3 separate regions of the Mus musculus genome follow, and all the other regions are linked to region 1. A link is a contact called in public Hi-C and Micro-C data. All regions are on one chromosome and are shown on one strand. The core of a region is the stretch at or near the end of the contact, and the rest is flanking DNA. Distances in the headings are between cores, read along the strand shown. Region 1 holds the start of Brms1l (breast cancer metastasis-suppressor 1-like). Region 2 holds the start of Psma6 (proteasome subunit alpha 6). Region 3 overlaps Prorp (protein only RNase P catalytic subunit).

What was found. Hi-C and Micro-C count contacts between places; a contact is called where the count stands out from the background.
Region 2: a Hi-C map of muscle stem cells shows a contact between it and region 1, with 3 times the contacts expected there. The contact joins the promoter of Psma6 here to the promoter of Brms1l in region 1. A contact is called at or near these places in 6 of 39 promoter capture datasets (3T3-L1-derived adipocytes, the C10 cell line, embryonic stem cells and 2 more), 7 of 484 Hi-C or Micro-C datasets (B cells, CD8 T cells, effector CD8 T cells and 4 more), 8 of 115 datasets of contacts at active chromatin or transcription factors (the 230-238 cell line, the SCID.adh cell line, double positive thymocytes and 5 more) and 2 of 9 other capture datasets (adipose tissue and embryonic stem cells).
Region 3: a contact with region 1 is called in a Micro-C map of the G1E-ER4 cell line. The contact joins the enhancer-like site here to the promoter of Brms1l in region 1. A contact is called at or near these places in 12 of 39 promoter capture datasets (the 3T3-L1 cell line, 3T3-L1-derived adipocytes, the C10 cell line and 8 more), 1 of 15 datasets of contacts at CTCF or cohesin (embryonic stem cells), 44 of 484 Hi-C or Micro-C datasets (B cells, CD4 T cells, the CH12 cell line and 22 more), 11 of 115 datasets of contacts at active chromatin or transcription factors (T-cell acute lymphoblastic leukemia, astrocytes, embryonic forebrain and 6 more) and 2 of 9 other capture datasets (adipose tissue and pancreatic islet).

Annotation. Positions count from the first base shown.
Region 1 is chr12:55,834,932-55,837,717 of GRCm38.p6, reverse strand. Brms1l (breast cancer metastasis-suppressor 1-like) reads right to left here and starts at 1,352. Exons shown (of 10, transcript NM_001037756.3): 1 at 1,073-1,352. The coding sequence starts at 1,214.
Region 2 is chr12:55,397,570-55,400,459 of GRCm38.p6, reverse strand. It overlaps Psma6 (proteasome subunit alpha 6), which reads right to left and starts at 1,635. Exons shown (of 7, transcript NM_011968.3): 1 at 1,469-1,635. The coding sequence starts at 1,544.
Region 3 is chr12:55,324,527-55,327,226 of GRCm38.p6, reverse strand. The region is part of intron 3 of Prorp (protein only RNase P catalytic subunit); the gene reads right to left. Among named protein-coding and RNA genes, the nearest start is that of Ppp2r3c, 23 kb to the right of the region's middle. Within about 2 kb of position 1,251, at least 16 of the 459 cell types and tissues checked have an H3K27ac peak or open chromatin away from gene starts, as enhancers often do. A contact at or near this core is called in the G1E-ER4 cell line, where this site is marked.

The DNA of each region.
Region 1 (2,786 bases), core at 103-2,602:
TTCATGAGTTCAACTGTCCTGCTGAGTAAGCAAAACACTGTTCTTCAACGGAGATAACTATAAATTTATCCTCATGTTTATTTATGAGTATAATGAGTATGAGTATATAAATGAGTATATGAGTATAAATATTTATGAGTAAAAACTTCATAAATATTTACTTTTGGATGGCTGACTTATCGGCATTACATGCTTCCAAGTATACTTTTTTGACAGACAAACCTGAAAAAAAAAAAGGTGTGAGGTGATACCACAGTCATTAACCTGTTATCAATGCTTCCCATTACACAGCCAAAACCAGGGTTAGACAAAGCCATTCTCAGTCTGTCATATGGTTAGAGGAAGATCCGGGAAATCAGTTCCATTCATTTTATTAAAGTATTAAAAGACTTATAAGGGGTTAGAAACAGCCCAAAGTTACAAAATAACCAAAGCTTGAAGATTCTGGGAATGTCAACACTGCCCACATCTTCCAGATTAAAAACTGACAAAGATTCCAAATGATCCCTCAGGCTGGTCCCTTCTTCGTCTTGAAAACTTTTGGGACCTATTATGAACCTGAGAGTTCCCAAGTCAGTCCTCTGATGACAGTACTGGTGAGAGGCTGACCTGAAAGCTAAGGTTGATGAGTGGCAAGCCCGCCAAGGACCAAGGCAAATTTATCCTCAGCCCCCACAAAAACGCTGACAAAGGTTGCTGAGACTACTAGTAAAGAGGTCGGTGGTGTCAGCTAAGGGACATTTGCAGTCTTCCAGACCAGCCAGCCGGACATTCCACTCCGGAGCCGGTAGCCCCAGGGTACTGCCAGGTGACCCTAGGGCGGGTCCCACAGTGCACAGAATCGCCTCGGGTCCTCAAAGCCTGCGGGCGCCCAGCCCACCGGGAGCCAGAGCCAGAACTGGAGCCCGCGGCGACCCGCAGCTCCGGGTGCCAGACGCCGAGCCAGTCCCCGCCCCTTCCCCATCTCCCCGCCCCGCGCTCGCAGCAGGACGCACCGCCCGGCGTGAGCACCGCGGCCTGTCGCGCGCGCGGCGCAAGGGACCCGGCATCCCCGCCCAGCTGGGTAGCGCACCTGAACTGTCCCCATCCTCCGAGACCGACGAGCTCTCGGTGTCCTCGTCTTCGGAACTGCTCCCCTCGTTCTCCGCGTAGTCCACCTCCATCTCATCGTGATGATTCGTCTCCTTCTTATCCCCTCGAGAATGGACCGGCATTTTCCAACCTCGCCGTCGCTTCCCACTTCCTGCTCCCAGCCCGGCCACTGCCGCTTCGGTGAAGGGCGCGCCGAACGCCCCGACCCACCCGGCCACCGAGCTGGATCCGAAACCCTCGACTCCTCCCCACCCCCGGCCTCAGCCTCACAACCTAACCCGCAGGCTTGCGCTGCGAGCTCTGCCATTGGTCAAGGCTGTCCCGGAGCTAGAGGCGTGGCTTGTCTTGCAAGCGAACGATTGGTTACCGGTGATTACGGCGCGGCCTTCCGCTGTCTGTCGGGAATTGTAGTCCTTAGGCCTCAGAGCTTCAGGGGCTATGGGTTTCTAAGATTCAGCTGCCTTAATCGCTTCTCACTTCGGACTTCAAGTCCCACAAGGCAGGAAAGCTGACATACTGGGACGCAGTTTATAAACTAAACAGAAACAGATTGTGCGGATTTGGTCTGTACTTATCCTTTTCCCGCCAAGTGGTTATCTGATCTGCCTAGCTACTCAAACTGTGAGAAGAATGTGAAAAGATCCTTTGCCTGAAAGGGTCTTTGCATACTCTGTGAGCCTGGAGGGTTACAGAATCGTCTCTTCTACACTAGTAGTACCTTTAGTACAGCTAGTAAACTATTAAATTGAATTGTATGTGTAAGAAATAATTTTCACAAAGAAAATTTCATTGTTCTTGGAATTTTTACAACCAAAACTACAGAGGGGAAGGAAATTTTATCTTAGTATTTCAATCTTGCGTTCTTACTTTTTTTTTTTTTTTTTAATGGAAGAAGCTACCCAAATTAAATTGATTTAATTTCAGGTTCCAGTGAAAAATAAATATTTGACTTAAAAAGATGTCATTTTTTTTTTTTCAAAAACAGGATTACACAGACAAGGACGATGCCATAACTACCATAATAATCGTAACTTATAACCGATCACTTTCACTCTTTATCAGGTTATCTTGGTAAATTCACTGCATGGATTTGCTGAGTTCAATTTTTAGTTTAATAGCCCTAAGGTAGGAGTCGGTATTATGTCCATTTTATCAACAAAATATATGGTTAAAGTATTAAAGGGACACCAGGAAGTAGAATGAAACTTAGCTGTCCTGGAACTTGCTCAGTAGGCTGACCTTGAGTTTAGTGATCTGCACGGCTCTGTCTCCTGGGATTAAAGGTATGTTCCATCACACATAGACTTAAATTTAGCTGAGTGGGATCTGTTATCTCCTAAAACAAAAGATTTTGCTCTGTTCTACTTCCCGGTGTCCCTTTAAATATTTTTCCTTTCTCAGCTTGCTCATTTTCTTACAGGTTCAGAGGTTCTGTCCATTACCATCAAGGCGGGAGCATGCCAGCATCCGGAGGAGCTGAGGGTCCTACATCATCTTATTCAGACTGGCTCCCAGGGAGCTAGGATGAGGGTCTTAAAGCCCATGCCCACAACGACACACTTGCTCTAACACCTACTGCAGCAAGGCCACACCTCCTAATAGTGCCACTTCCTGGGCCAAGCATATACAAACATCACCATCACCACCATCTTCCACACTTCAGACGCTCTCATGTTCCACCAGACGATGGCTCA
Region 2 (2,890 bases), core at 386-2,885, 440 kb after region 1:
GAAGGAATTATTAGCCCAATTTTGCAAACAGAAATTGAGCAAAGATTCTATGGTGGCAGGCCAGCTAGTATGGAGCACAGCAGGCACAGCAGGCATGGTAGTCCAGGTGTGCCTGCAAGGCCTGACCTCTGCACACTCTCCTCCTTGCTCACACTGCTCTTTCAGTTTTTTTCTCAGCAACGCCTACCTCATGCCCTGAGTAAAAGAGGGAAAGCAACAACTCAAACAATAATCTAAGCATATAGGTGAGTAGAACTCCATTTATAGGCCAACTCTAGGATTTCCAACCAAGATAGTATGACTCTCCTTGTCAAGACACTGAGATAAAAAACTTCAAAATAAAATTATCATGGACCAGATGTATGTCTCGCCCTTCTGACACTAAGTTTTCTATGGCAAGAGCTTAAAAGTCTGTCCTATAATCCTAGACCAAACCCTGCCGCGACTTCAACTTACCAAAATGTATTGTTACATGGAGTAACTGATGCTAAGTTCAGGTTTCCGTCCATTAAAGCTGTTCCTTTAGTAAAGACTAACACACCGTGCCTCAACTAGACTGAGAACCAGTTTTTAAACTATAGAAGCATTCTTACAGGTGGGGGTTAAAATCGGGGTGCCAACTTCAAGAGGAGTTCATTGCTGTTCTTTTATTTCTCAGTTGTGAACTTTGCATATACTGAACTCTTCTCTTTTTATTCGTTTGGTTTCCTGTCACTTCCTTTAAGCAGTCAGCTTCAGTAGGGACGAGTGACATTGATCTCTTTTCTAGAACCAGCAGTGTCTGGTAGGGCTTTACACACTTGTATAGAGTTGACCACAAAGCAAGTCATCTATCTATACTGCAGAGGAGGGTTGAGGGTGTGTGGTGTGTGTGCATTTAAGTTGGATGGTTAAAGAACCAACCACTCTCAGCGAAGGGAAGACTCAGGCTCCAGGTAGACTGATGCTAAACAGTGCTTCTCAACATGTGGGTCGCGACCCCCAGTACCAAAACCTTCTCACAAGGTCGCCTAAGACCATCTGAAAAAACATTACCGTTCATTGAAGTAAAAAAACAAAAAAACAAAAAAAACATAGTTTTGAAGTAGCAACGAAAACAAATTTATGGCTGAGGGTCATCACAACGCGAGGAACTGGATTTAAGGGGCGCAGCATTAGGAAGATTGAGAATCGCTGAGCTACGGGGGACTCCGAAAGGCAGAAGGCGGGCATCACAGTGCAAAGCCCTACTGCTTTGTGTCTGGCCAGTAAGGCGCTCCTGAAGAGCACTACGCTTCGGTTTCAGCCTCCAAGCCCGCTTGCAGACCGGGCTGGGAAGACGAGAGCGGGCCCGACCTCGATCCTGCTGCTTTCCTGGCTCAGGCCCTTCTCCGAGCCCCCGAACCATCCTCGGGCCGCGTCCGCTCGCTCCAGGCCGAAGCATGACAGAGCAATTCGGAGGTCCCGCAGGAGGCCCTGAGTCACTCACCTACTTGGTAGAGTCGGCCCTCGGGAGAGAAGATAGTAATGTGACGGTCAAAACCGGCGCTGGAACCCCGGGACATGGCGTTCCTGCTATTTTAAACACAGTCTGCACCCCGTAGCACACACACCAGGGACCCAAGCCCCCTCCCGGAAGTTATGGCTACTGCTTCCGGAGCACCGGCGGAGCTGCTTCCGCTCTGGTGAGGGACTGGCGGTGTTTCCGGTGGGGACGGGACGTCCCAAAGCACTGCCCCTGAGTAGGCGGGCCCTCGCGCGCCCGGCCTGCGGTCCGCGGGCTTCCGGGTGGTGGCTCTGGGTCGCAGCCGGCCGTTAGTGCGTTCTGGAGATCAGAGTGGCCAAAAGAGGAAGTTTTCAAGGTGCCTGCAGTTGTCCTTTGCCTACTTGTGACCTCTGGAGACAGTATGGTCACCGCGTTCGCAGTCAGTTTGGGCGCCTGTACTTGCTCTCCTGTCTTCCCGGAGTCTGGCTTTGTTCTTCCTAACCTTCATTTTACCAGCCACTTCTCTTCCTACGTTTTGGGGGAGAAAGGAATGCAACAGCCACCCTTAAATGTAGGGCCTGAAAGAGGGTTAGTGGAAGAAGCCACTGGAAATAACAAAAGTTTTCTTCTAGTCTGGCAAGACTTTCCTTTGGACAGCGGCCCAGAGATGGGAACTTGAGAGGTTGAGCAGTCTTAGTTGATGATGAGCAAGATCGTTGCTGGTGGCTGGATACCGGAGAGTAATTCCAAGGCGGCGAAGCAACTCCTGGAAAACTGGTGGTTTTTCAAACTGTAAAATTCTGCACATTGTGCACCCTAGGGCACAGCCCCTATTTAGTGAATATAAAAATCGAAGCATATTATTAAGCTATTCCCCCCTCCCTAAATAAAAGTTTTGTTTACAGCAATATTTATAACAATTTACTGATGTAATACTGAAATATTCAGATCTGTGGCGTTCTCTCTAAAAGCACCCATTTTAAAGCAAAACATTTGAAGAGATTCTTCATAAGGAAGTTTTAATTTCTCGAGCTAATTTTTTTCTTCCTTTAGAAAAAAATATAAGCCAGGTGTGGTGGGACACATCTTTTATCCCAGCACTTGGAAGGCAGAGACATCTCTGGGTTCAAGGCTAGCCAGATCTACAGAATGAGTTTCAGGACACAGTAAGGCTACACAGGAAAAAGAAGGCTGTCTGGGGGTGGGGGTAGGGTGTACAACATCCAAGATTGAAACACGGGTTAAGAAAATAGCCCATGTAAGCAGCCGCTCTGGAACACCCGGTACTTTCCAGCTTCAATTCCCAAGTGTGCTGATAAGAGCTGCTGTCCCTTGGTTCTAGCTCAGGTCCTTACATCAGGATTAACTCCTGACCTTTGCGTACTTTTCTCAGTCTTCCCAGCCAAGTGTACTATAACACCTACA
Region 3 (2,700 bases), core at 2-2,501, 510 kb after region 1:
ACCTCACTTTTTTAGGTCTCCAGCTCCTCTGGTGTAAAACAGGACTATTAATGTCCGCCTCAAAGAGCTGGTGAAAGACTCCGAGAGGAGCCCCTCGCTCAGGCCTTGGGATAATAGCAGACCCCCAAGAACTCACGAGAGACCAAGCTTGATGCAAACCACACGAGGCTTTATTCAGGGAAAGCCAGAGCTCTGGGGACAACTCAAAGCCAGAGCTCTGAGGACAACTCGTATCCCACACAGGGGTAGAGGAGACGACCTCGAGGGAAAAGGGGTCTCAGTTTTTATAGGTCCTTAAGGGGAAAAGGAGAAGGGGGGTAGTAGGGGATTTCCAGATCTAAACAATATCTATTCTAAAATGATTGATGCCTCAAGAAATGGGTATGGGAGGGAAACAAGGAAGGAGTCTAATGAAGGTGCAGCAACTCTGGATTGGCCCCGACTGTGGTTGCTGGGGAGATTTTCCGATTCTTTCCCAGCAACCAATACCACAAACACCTGGCAGTGAGGCGCAGCAATGGGCACACACATGGTCAGAACATTGGCAGACACACAGGTTCGAGAATCGGCAAGAGCATTGTGCACCTCTATTTTTCTAAATCAGTGAAGCTAGTTCTACTAACAATGAAATCTATTTTGCCAATTTCAGGGCTTCTGTGACCTTTTACATTCTGTCAGGATCTTTCACTGGCATGAAGGTGCAATAAAGCTGCAGCCAGGGAGCTGGCTCAGTGGGGAAGAAGAGGACCTGCTGCATAAACTTGAGGTCTCGAGCTAAGATCCCCAGCACTCAAAAGCACTCAGACACAACAACCACATGCAATCCTGTAGCTCCAGAGCTTCTCAGGGGCTGGGGATGGAGGTGGGGTACGGACAGGATTGCTGGGGCTTGCTGGCTGTCAGCCTAGTTTCAGGTTCAATAAGACACCCTGTTGCAAGAGAATAAGACATAGGGAGTGGTAAAGCAGGATACCAGACATCCTATTGTGACTTCCACATATATAGAGCAAAGGCACATGAACACATACACATATACATGCAGCATGCGCACACGAACACACACACACACACACACACACACACACACACACACACACACACACAAGTAGAATGACTTCATGACAGAAAGTTTATGCTACAAAAGGCCCGTTCAATTGCTTCAAATAACTGCTTGCCAACAGTACTTATTTGCTCTCTTTTAACACAGGCTATTAAAACACCTCTCCCTACTTCTTGTTTCCTGCTGATAACTGAGCTCCTTTGTGTATACAGGAGTAGATGGGTGCCTGCTTCTCTATACATCCATGGCTAACCTGGAACTTCCTATGTAGATCAAGCTGGCCTTGAATTAGCAGAAATCTTGCTTCTGGCCCTGGGTGCATGTGCACGCGCAACCACACCCAGCTTCTCCGTTATATTTAAGCGCGTGCTCACTCCGAATTTCCCTTCTGTCCTCCATACAGACAACCTTTCTAGTCTCCTTTCTTCTTACCAAGGCACACAAGCTTCACTCCCAGTTTCCAGTTTATTTCCGGCTTCATTGAGCTACGTGAGCTCTTTGTTTATAAAGTGTAATTTTGAAGACAGTTGTGTCTTCAAAGGCCATTTAGTTTTAGATGCTCTCATACAAATGAAACAATTAACATCTAATTTCGTTTAGTCCTAATTTTAAAAGAAAAGAAAGGAATTCTCCTGCCTGTGTTCTGAGGACTGAGATTATCACCATACCCATGCCTGGTTTTTTGGGTTTTTTTTTGTTCTCCTTTAATGAAAATGCACATACCAAAAAAAGGGGGCAGGTATAGGAAAAAAAAAAAGGTGTGTGTGTGAGTAAAAACCCAAGAAGGAAGAATGTATCAGAGAAACAACACTAAGTTTAACCTGTTAAAATAATTACATAGTAGATCTAAGGCCAGGCCTAGTGGCATATGCAAGTCACACAGCTGGACACCAAGGCAGGAGGATTCTGAATTTGAGATCCAACTGAGTTACACAGTGAGATCCTCTCTTAAAAAACAAAAAGCACAAAATTAAAAAATAAAAATAAAAAGGGACTGGGTGAAAAAGAAAGAGCGGATGGAAGCGATAAGGTCGGGGCTTCCCGGGAACACTGTTAGCTCAATGCTAAGCTTGCACACCTCAGCAGTGGTTCCCCGGCATGTCTTGCTTATACAAACAAATGAACAACTAAAAGACAGACCGACCAGGAGCCGAAAGGTGAGTCAGTCGGCCCAGTAGTAACTGATGACGGTAAGGGAAATTCTATGTCCCTGTGACCTCTGACAGAGCTGAAATTGATTTCATTATTCCTGACAAAAATTACTAACTCTCATTACATAACTATTCCTCTGCCATAATTAAGCAAATATGCAAGCTAAGCAATACTTTTCTTTGTTTTGTTTTTGTTTGTTTGTTTAGTTTTTTCGAGACAGGGTTTCTCTGTGTAGCTCTGGCTGTCCTGGAACTCACTCTGTAGACCAGGCTGGCCTCAAACTCAGAAATCTGCCTGCCTCTGCCTCTGCCTCCCAAGTGCTGGGATGAAAGGCGTGTGCCACCATGCCCGGCTAGCAATACTTTTCTAACCCCAAAATAACACAGTGTAGGGAGCAGATCTAGGTTTGAATGCTGCCTTCACCGCTTAGACTGTAGGATGTTGGTGAATGAGTAACCTTTCTGAACCTCGGTTTCCCTCCCTGTAAA